Regions from separate parts of the Mus musculus genome. Here region 2 is linked to region 1. A link is a contact called in public HiChIP or PLAC-seq data. All regions are on one chromosome and are shown on one strand. The core of a region is the stretch at or near the end of the contact, and the rest is flanking DNA. Distances in the headings are between cores, read along the strand shown.

Region 1 (4,555 bases), core at 1,901-4,400:
TCCCAGTTGACTATTTACCTTCCCTATCTTTGTGCAACAAACTCTGGAGCCCCTCCCCCTCCCCCATAGTCACAGCCCCAGGCACTGGTCAGCCTCTCTGTCTAGGTGGTTCCAGAGTCACGACTGTACTATTATCTTAGTTTGTTACATAGCTTGAACAAAAGATATGTATTGTTCTTATAATTCTGAAGGCTAGGAGACCAAGATCAAGATATTGGCTGATCTCTCAAAGGCTTCTCCCCTATGCATTCAAATGGCTGGCTTTGCCCTGTGAGTGTCCACCCCTCCTAATCTCTTCAACAAGACTCGAGTCACACTTGGGTGGGGGATTACACTAAAACCCTCTGTTTAATTTCTTCTGCCCCGGGAGTCACTTAGCCAGTTCCCACCCTGGACAGAGCCCCAGGAAGCCTCTATCACAGCCTCCGCACATCTCAATAACATTAATTTTAACTACAGAAAGCAAAGAAAAAAGAGGTGGCTTGCTTAGGTCTCCAACCCCCTGAATTTATCCACAGGATTCCTTGAATCTTCCGTGGGCCACTGGAAGACAGCATGTTCTTCCTTGAAGCTGTGGCAAGTCACCGCTGTCCCTGTCCCTAGGGCTTTGGTTTGCCCCAGTGGGAGGCCAAGCCAGAAGGCAATGATGCCCCCAGGCCAGTTCTGAAAGACATACTCTTGTTTTCTTTTCAGCTCAGAAGCCTGTTCTCCCAGACAGGGAGGGCTCCCGCATGGGCCACTGCACACCAAGCAAACCTCTCTCTCCCCCAGCCCAGCCCCTGTGGTCCCTCTAAGAAAACCAGACTTCAGTGCCTCTGTGTTTACGCTCCAACCTGCGGCTCGGGCTGTTTGCTCTCAGTGGGCTGTGACCCTACCTCCCAGGATGCTACTGTGCATCTGTTGAATTTGAAGCTTCCTGTCTTCTCATATTTTGTCCTCTTCTCCATCTGTAAATGGCATTTCTCAGGGATGAAGGGAGGCTCTGGACCACAGGTATGTTTCCTGTCTCCGCTGGCCTTGCCGGCTCCAATCAAAGTCAGATGCCTGTGGTGTGCCTGCTCTGCTGGGCTTAGGAGAGAGGTCAGAGGGAAAGGCGCTTTCCCTCCCTGCCCTGCCATGTTAACTGTCTCTGCTGCCTAAGGGCTCCTGCTTCACCAAGCCTAGGACAGCAACACAATGCGGTGATTCTGAACTCTAAAGACCCGGGTTCAAATCCCACACTCAATGGTCATGGCTATTCTCCTCTGGGATGGGGGATGGGGATTAGGTAGTAGGATATGCCACATGAGGGTAGAGAGGGCAGAGCAACGGTCCCTCCCTCGTGTGGGGGTAAACCAGTGGCACCTGGGACGAGGACTAGACCTGGTGAGCCACCCATGATACCAGGGTCTTCCAATTCTATGACACAGGATGTGAGGCAGCAAGTCCTCTCTCACCACAAGGAAGATCACAAGCAACGCTGGTCTCTTGTGCTCACCCCTCCCACTCCCAGAACCACCCTAGACCTAAGACAGCTGACCAGGAAAGGGCAGCGAATCACTGTGCTTCCAGATTCATTTTTATTTTTAAGGAGAAATGACGATATAGACATTTTTAAGGGAAAAATAAAAATTAGATTCTCGACTTTGGAAACCTGCTGTGTGAGAGATTTGACACACAGTCAGCAGCACCTCATCTGGTCTTACTCTTGAGGAAAACAGAGTTAACTCCCGGCTAGGTCAGTAGGAGGGGGACATTTTGTGTCTGACAGATGAGCGAGGTGGGGGTCACATCTGCGTTCCACACCTCAAACAGTTGCTTCCTTTCACCCCGACCCCCATCCTCCCTCACACCAGCCTCTTAAAAGCAACCATCAATCATGACCACAGCAGCAGAGTCTTGGGCTATGAATAGCATGTTATTCCATGAGAGGGACTTCTGTGACTATTAGTCCCTCCTTCTGTCAACCACCCCTGAAAGCTAAGCACGAGGGCTCCCAGTGTCCCCACTTTCCACCAAGGCTCCGGGGAAAGACACAGAGATGGAGATGGTGATAAAAGCAGGCCCGGGCCCTCATTCACTCAGTTCTACCAACCTTTCCGATGGCACCAAGTTGCCCAAGAGCTAGACAGGGCAAAGAAGCAAACAGGAGGTAAGAGGCAACTCTTATGGAAAACCATAAATGCTTCCAGCAGTCCTCCTGGAATACGGATTGATATGAAAGTCATCATGCCTAGTTCTCACAGATTCCAGGTCATACACATCCAGAATACAATGCAGCCAGGCCCAGCAGTTCCTCGTAGGCCAAACACACTACTGCAAACTTGCTTCCCAGGTGATTTGTTATGGGTGGGAACCCTAATCTAGCTACAACTCAATTTAACCATCGGTAATTCCAGCAGAGAGCTTTGAGCTTGTTTGGTGCAGGGGAATTGCCTTTTGAAACAACAGTCTGGAGGCATGCCAAGCCAAGATGTAGCCACAGTTTACCTAGGGCATCAGACAGTGTGTTATTATTTCCTGTAGCCATACCTGACTCTGGCGTGGAGCTATGGACTCTGCAAGGAAGAGTTATGTCCTCCTCATCTGAAGAGAAGCCAGGCTGGTAGGAAGTGTGAGCAAGTGTGTCCTGATAACATCAGGGAGAAGGCAGCATCCAATGGCTTTGACTTTCCATCGATTGGAAAATAAGCAGTCACTGAAAAGCCAGGGCGTCCTAGCATATCTCCAAAACACAAAGGTTCGCGTTCAGTATGTGTCTGTATCTCTGTCCCCTTTTCTCCCTTTACCTAGATGTCTCTCCGTCTTTGGAATTCCCAGAGATGCCTATGAATGTGAGTGCCCTGTCACAGAGCTTCTGAGTTTGAATTCTCACATGGGTTTCTGTCAGGCTCCATCTGCTTCCAGAACTGTGTGCAAACACTTACATCCAAAACCCAGAAAAAAAGGAGGGGAGACATAAAACATTTTTATTTGTTCTGACCAGAAAAGACATATGATCCAGATTGTGTGAAAGAAAGACCGAAAAAGAAAGGGAAACAGATTGTCGGTCCTGGTCACGGCCCACAAGGAGCCTCTCATGCCCAAACAGAGAGGTGCCTGCCTACGAGTAAACCAAGACGCAGCGCGTATCCCACGCCCGACAATGCAACATTCTGAACCACTTCCCTCATACAGACCCGGGATGACATTTTGACTTTCTAACTTGTTGCTGTATGGGATTGAACAAATCATTTAGCCTGAGACTGTTCCCTGCTTTGTACAACAGTGCCTAGGAAATGCTAATGAGAAAACGGGAGTGGTAGCGATAACGGTAATAGTGATAATGCTGCTAGTGGAGGAAAGATGGCGACGGTGGTGATGATTCCGTCAAGATGTGATGGTGGCGATAACAGTAGTGGCCGCGTAGATGGTACAGAGATGATGGTGATGCTGGTAGAGGTGGAGACAGCAGGAGTAGTGATGACGACAGCGGTGATGGAGGCCATGGTGGCGGCTGCAGGGTAACCCTGTGATCCGTGCTGGTGTTCGTGGTAGTCCGTGGTGGTGGTAGCAGAGGCAATAATGACAATAGCTAAGGTGGCGGTGGTGGTGTTAGCCGGAGGTGGTAACAGTGGTGACGGTGGAGATGGTAACTATGGCAGAAGTAATGGTAGTGTTAGAGGTGGTGTGGGCGAAGGCTTTGGTGGTGAAAACAGAGCGACTGTTGGTGGGAGCGACTGTGGAAGCCATGGTTGCCATAGTGCTCTTGGAAGTGGGAGGGGCTATGTAAGCTTGCTCTTTCAGATGCTTTCCCCAGTTTGGTTGCCCTTTAGCAGGACCAGACCAGTCAGTGACAATGTGTCTCTACCTTTCAGAGACATTTCTCCCTAGAGGACTTTCAGAGTCACCATTACATGCTGCAAACCCTTCAGCCCAAGTCAAATAGAACCTAGGTGTGATTTTTAACTCCTCAGTCCTCAGCAAATGGAGCCCAGGCCACCTTCAGGGCTGGGGAAGTGCTGTGTCTCCTCCTCCCGATCTTTCCACTTCTCGCCTCCCACAGGGCCTTTCCACGTTCTCCCCTTCTCCGGTTCACTCTGAAAACCTGACGTCTTGCTGACTCTCTGATGAAAAAAGCAAGAGAGAACACTAAAATACAGATCTCTCTCACCAAAGCCTTCCTCTCCCTGTCCCAGCTACATAACATTTCAACGAGGTTTGAAAAACAAACTGGGAACCAAGGTGCATCTCCTACTCAACAAACTGGAGTTCCAAGAATTTTGAGTCAAGGGCTGAGTGACAATTTATCTGTAGTGAGATCTCTCTCTTTTTTTTTCCAGTACATACTAATTGTATAAAATAATGGTTTTTATTGTGACGAATTTCACACATGCATGTAACACTTTTGAGTAACCCATTTTGAGAATGTTAACTGAGAGCTCCTTTCACTCTTACACAAAAGGTTCTGAAGAACCGAACCGTGAAGCAATTTTGCAGAAACTGTGTTCTGTGGAGGTTTGGGGAAGTATCGGACAGTGGGGATATGAGAGCTGAGTTGGGACCCAAGCTCAAGTCCGAAGCCATGACCAGCAAT
Region 2 (4,492 bases), core at 1,758-4,257, 250 kb after region 1:
AAATAGAATGTTTTAAAACTTTATACAGAACAGAAACTAACTTTTGACATATTGCTCCCTAAAATCTATTAGTCTAAATGGCAAAAAAAAAAATTTTAATGTCCTATTAAGTCTCAAGTATTTAAAATGTAAAAACAGTTTGATATTAAAGTGGGGGGGGGGGGAGGACCATTTTGGTCCATGCCTGGCTCTAAAACCTTCTTACCAAAATTAAACAAAGCCTTAAAGACCTGCAGTATTTATACTATTCAAAGGTACATTATATTACAATGGCCATATGAATATTCCTTTAACCACTTACTCAGCGAAAGAGGCTTTTAAATGTTTTTTAATTTCATGTATTCATTCATAATCACTTTTTAAAATCATAAATACTAACTGAATGTTTGAAATACATCACCAAAAAGGCAAAACAAAAGTCTATTAAGTTAATTTTATGTTTAAACCAATAAATTTACCAATCTTACCTGGGATAAAAGCTGTATTTATTCAGAATTATCAGCAACCACATTAATTATCATCTTCTAAGTTACCTTTAAAGAAAATAAGAAAAAATATTTAAATGTTTTGATTTTTAACGTTTTCTTGACCAAAGACTCAGTGTGATAAAATGAGAAAAATATTCCAAAGACAAGATTCATGTAAAAACGTGGGGTGATACAACCTGAACATTTCTGCCTACAGTTATTCCTTATCTCAAATGTCTATGCCTATCAGTCTTTGTTTTCCTCATTTGGAATGTACTGACACATACTAGGGATTAAAACACTGGAATCCGAAAAGACACACAGAAAATACAAATGACTATCCCTTTGCTTTCCTTTTTCCATTAAGTCAGGTAAACAAAAACAAAGGAAACATTGACAATGTTTTTAAAAAATGCCACGATCTTAAATTTTTTTAGCATCTTCAAATAGCTCTTATATTTATGAGTATTAAAAATCAACTCCTCCAGGAGAAATTAGTGAACTTAAAATGGCCACTGGTTACTGTAAATTTTAAACTAGAAGCTATTTGATCTCACCAAATGGGGTATTAGCATTGTCTTTTAAGCAGCTCTAAAACTTGTGGTATCTAATGACCTTCATTCAATACCAAACCAGGGTCCAGAATATTGTCTTTCTCCTACCAAATTTATCATGTAAGATCATAGATCTGCTAACAATTATTTTCACATTTTATAACTCAAAAAGGATTCTGAACTACATTCTCAATCGCTTTAAAACCACTTTCAGTGATAAAATATTCCACAGCATTCTTTTGAAAAAACAAAATTAGTACTGAGAAATTCTGAGAAATCAAGGTATGGGCAACTGATAGACTATGTCTACCCCATAAAAGGTATTCCAATTGTTTTCTACTGTAAATACCCGATGAAATAAGGTCCAATCAACCCGCACCTTTGATTTTAGATGAGCTACGTAAGTCTCCCCAACACTGTCTTTACGCAGTTATTCACCTTTACAGCACAAGAGCTCCGCAGAATGAAGACAAATATATTCAAAAATACACAAAGGTCTGAACACTCCTAGTCTTCCAACGACTGATCCTAAATTACCTCAAATAATTTTTAAATGAGTATGCAGAAACAAATTTTTTAAAACTGTTGTTTCCATACTGTTCCGTTTCTAAGCACACCTCGACTTTTATACGTGCAACAAATGCAACAAATATGGCCCCTCTTCATCGCCCATCAATGGCAGTCTTACTTCAGGATTTACACTAAGTAACTTAAAGAGCTCTGCTTTTAGAATATTTCTTAACTTTTACGGCCAAGGTTTCTAATAGTATACACTCTCTTTTAAACAAGATGAATTTTAACTTGTAAAGGGTCGGAACCGCCTCAAGTTAGATTTAACATTCAAGTGAGAAGTTGCTGATAACGGCTTTACCTACTCATTTAAAAAAGTATCAAACAGTACGGTTATGTTCAAGTATCAGGATGTCAAATGGTCTTAACGAAAGTTCTCGGTAAAAATAAGCTGTATTCATCAAACGCCATCATCTTGCACCATAATTATCAAATCTACTTCCTTTAAACTGCCTTGTTGCCGTCGTCATTTTTGAAATACTAGATGCACTCCTGTAACTTGCCTTTTCTAAAAGACAACAAACGTCACGGACGTTTAACAAGCTGAAAGGTACCTTTGCATCTAGAACACTAACAGCCGTTCTCAAAAGCAGCTTAGAAAGAGTTAAAAGCCAACACCCAACAGGGAGAAGGGGGGAAAAAGACAAGTTTTATTTTGGTTTAAGCGAAGTGAGAGGTTCCATTGTTCTTTTAGATCCGACCCCAAAGATGGGTTCCCACCTCACTGGAAAAGATTTTTAAAAGCCCATCAACGGAGGATTGTTGTTATTTCTCGCTAAGTATCGAAGTAACTCACCAGAGCAAGCAGGGGTTCCACGGCGCGGCCGCCGCCCTCTCCCCGCTGGCTCGGACCGCAGCGCGGCGCCCGGCTGGGTATGCAGCGGGAACGCGGTGGCCCGACCCCGTGCTCCCGTGGCATCGGCCCTCCGCGGCAGTGCCCGGGGCTGCGTGTGCAGAGCCAGCCGGCAGCCACCCGCCGCCCCTCCCGCCCGCGCTCAAGGACGTCGTGCTTTTCCTCCCAAGGACAAAGGACAATAAAGGGAGCAGGGGAGCTACTCACCGGGTCGAAGCGCGGCCCCTGCCGCCATCGGCTCGCTCTTCCTCGCGTGTCCAGGACGGGTCGCCCGCCGCAGCCTCCCGCCCGCGGCGCGAAGCCGCCTCCCGGCCGCGCGCGACACCAGCACCGCCGCTGCCGCAGCGGAGCCACGGGCGTCGTGGGCCCGGCCTCCCCGGGCGCTCCGGCCGCGAGCTCCCACATCGCGCGCGGCCGCCTCGCCCCAGCCGCGGCCTCCCCGCTCTCCCAGAGCCCTCCAGGACGCCGGGGTAGCGCTCCCAGCGCAGCGGCGAGCCCACGGGCCGCGGCAGACCGCCTGACAGCTGGGCTTGCTGCTGCCTCTCCGGCCATCTTGTGCCGTGTGTGGTGTCTCTCCCGTCTCCTCGCTCGGCTTTCCTCCCTCCTCCTCCTCCCCCCGCCCCACACACCACACAACATGGCCTCTTCGCTGCGGCGGGAGCTGCGGCGGCGGCTAGAGCTCCGCGGCGCTCCAGCTCGCTCCCCTCCCCCAACCTCCCGCCTGCAGCTCCGGGACCCCCAGTGCGCACGCGCGCCGACACCCGCCCGCGGCGGCCATTGGCTGGGCTAGCTTCCTGCCCTCGCTTCCCGGAGCGGCATCACGCACTTCGTTCGTACCTTCCTCCCGCCCCAACTGCATACTATTGGTCAGTTCTGAACCCACCGCTTCCATGTTCTCAGCACCAATAGGGCTTATTTAATGCCAATCATAGCCCGTGGGCGTTTCAGGAGAGAAGTCCTGACCTGCGATTGGCAGATAGTGAAACTCTGGGTTTGCGGGGAGAGACGTAACTTTCTGCTCCGCAGTGCGGACCCTCGAAGGTAGTTTGTGTACGGACGAGCCATTAAAAGCTAACCTTTCCTGTTTCTGACTTGAGATTTTTTTCGTCCACAAAGGAAGAGGAAGTGATAGAGCGAAAACGACATGATTGACAAGATAAGCAAAAACTGCAGAACCTTCCTTCTTGGGCAAGCGCCATAGCCTCAGGATTTTTTGCCCCTAAGGAACCAGACCACAGGCAGGTTATGACCAGCACATTCGCTAACCTAATATCTGACTTGATATACCACTTATTTGAGGTAATCTAGTAGCATGCCCAGTAGTCCTGAGGGCCTAACAAACCAGCCTCTTAATTCTGATTAGCTGGATCCCACATTTTAGGGCAGCGTTGTTGAAGTGGTAGTTTAAACATGTCTATCCAGCTTTCCCCCAGAGAATTACACAGTACAAGCTTCATTTCCTCTCAAAAACTCCACTCTTTTACATTTCTTCTTCCCACTTCTGCCTGGAAACAAGTTTAGGCAGAATACAAATGAATCTCTGAACCGTCTGTCCTCAAGTATCTAAGGAAGTTGTTCTCGCACAGAAGCGGAATGTGGAAATGTTTCTTTTGGCAAGGGGCTAGGGGAAAAGAAAATATGCTATTAGTTTCCATGAGGGAAAAACACTTTTAAGAAGGGGCTTGCTTGTTGAGATGAGAGGAACAGTTCTAAAATTCTCTTGAAACTTAGTTTGCTCCTGGGTTAAAAATCACATTACTTGATCATGGACCACAAAAGTCGTTCTAGTTCCCTTTTGGAGGGGTGTGGAATCAGGTCTCTTTAACATAGTGTTGGCTGTCCTGATGTTTTTTAACGTTAATTTGAGCGTGTGTATGTGTCTGTCTGTCTGTCCACATTAAGTGTCACAGCACTTAATGTACACAGGAGGTGAAAGGACACAGTATAGGAGTCGCTTCTCTCCTACATCAGGCTTGTCAGCATAGCACCTTTTACAGGTGAACCTCAGGTTGACCCTTCAAACCCTTGCTTAAAAAAAAAAAATTACA

What was found. HiChIP or PLAC-seq counts read pairs in DNA pulled down with a chosen protein or histone mark.
Region 2: a contact with region 1 is called in an H3K4me3 HiChIP or PLAC-seq map of embryonic stem cells, with 11 read pairs. The contact joins the promoter of Chaserr here to the promoter of 4930429H19Rik in region 1.

What each region holds. Positions count from the first base shown.
Region 1 is chr7:73,307,230-73,311,784 of GRCm38.p6, forward strand. It overlaps 4930429H19Rik (RIKEN cDNA 4930429H19 gene), which reads left to right and starts at 3,151. Exons shown (of 3, transcript NR_105062.1): 1 at 3,151-4,555.
Region 2 is chr7:73,555,388-73,559,879 of GRCm38.p6, forward strand. Chaserr (CHD2 adjacent suppressive regulatory RNA) reads right to left here and starts at 3,008. Exons shown (of 5, transcript NR_037569.1): 1 at 2,652-3,008; 2 at 468-533. RefSeq lists a cis regulatory region at 2,490-3,579.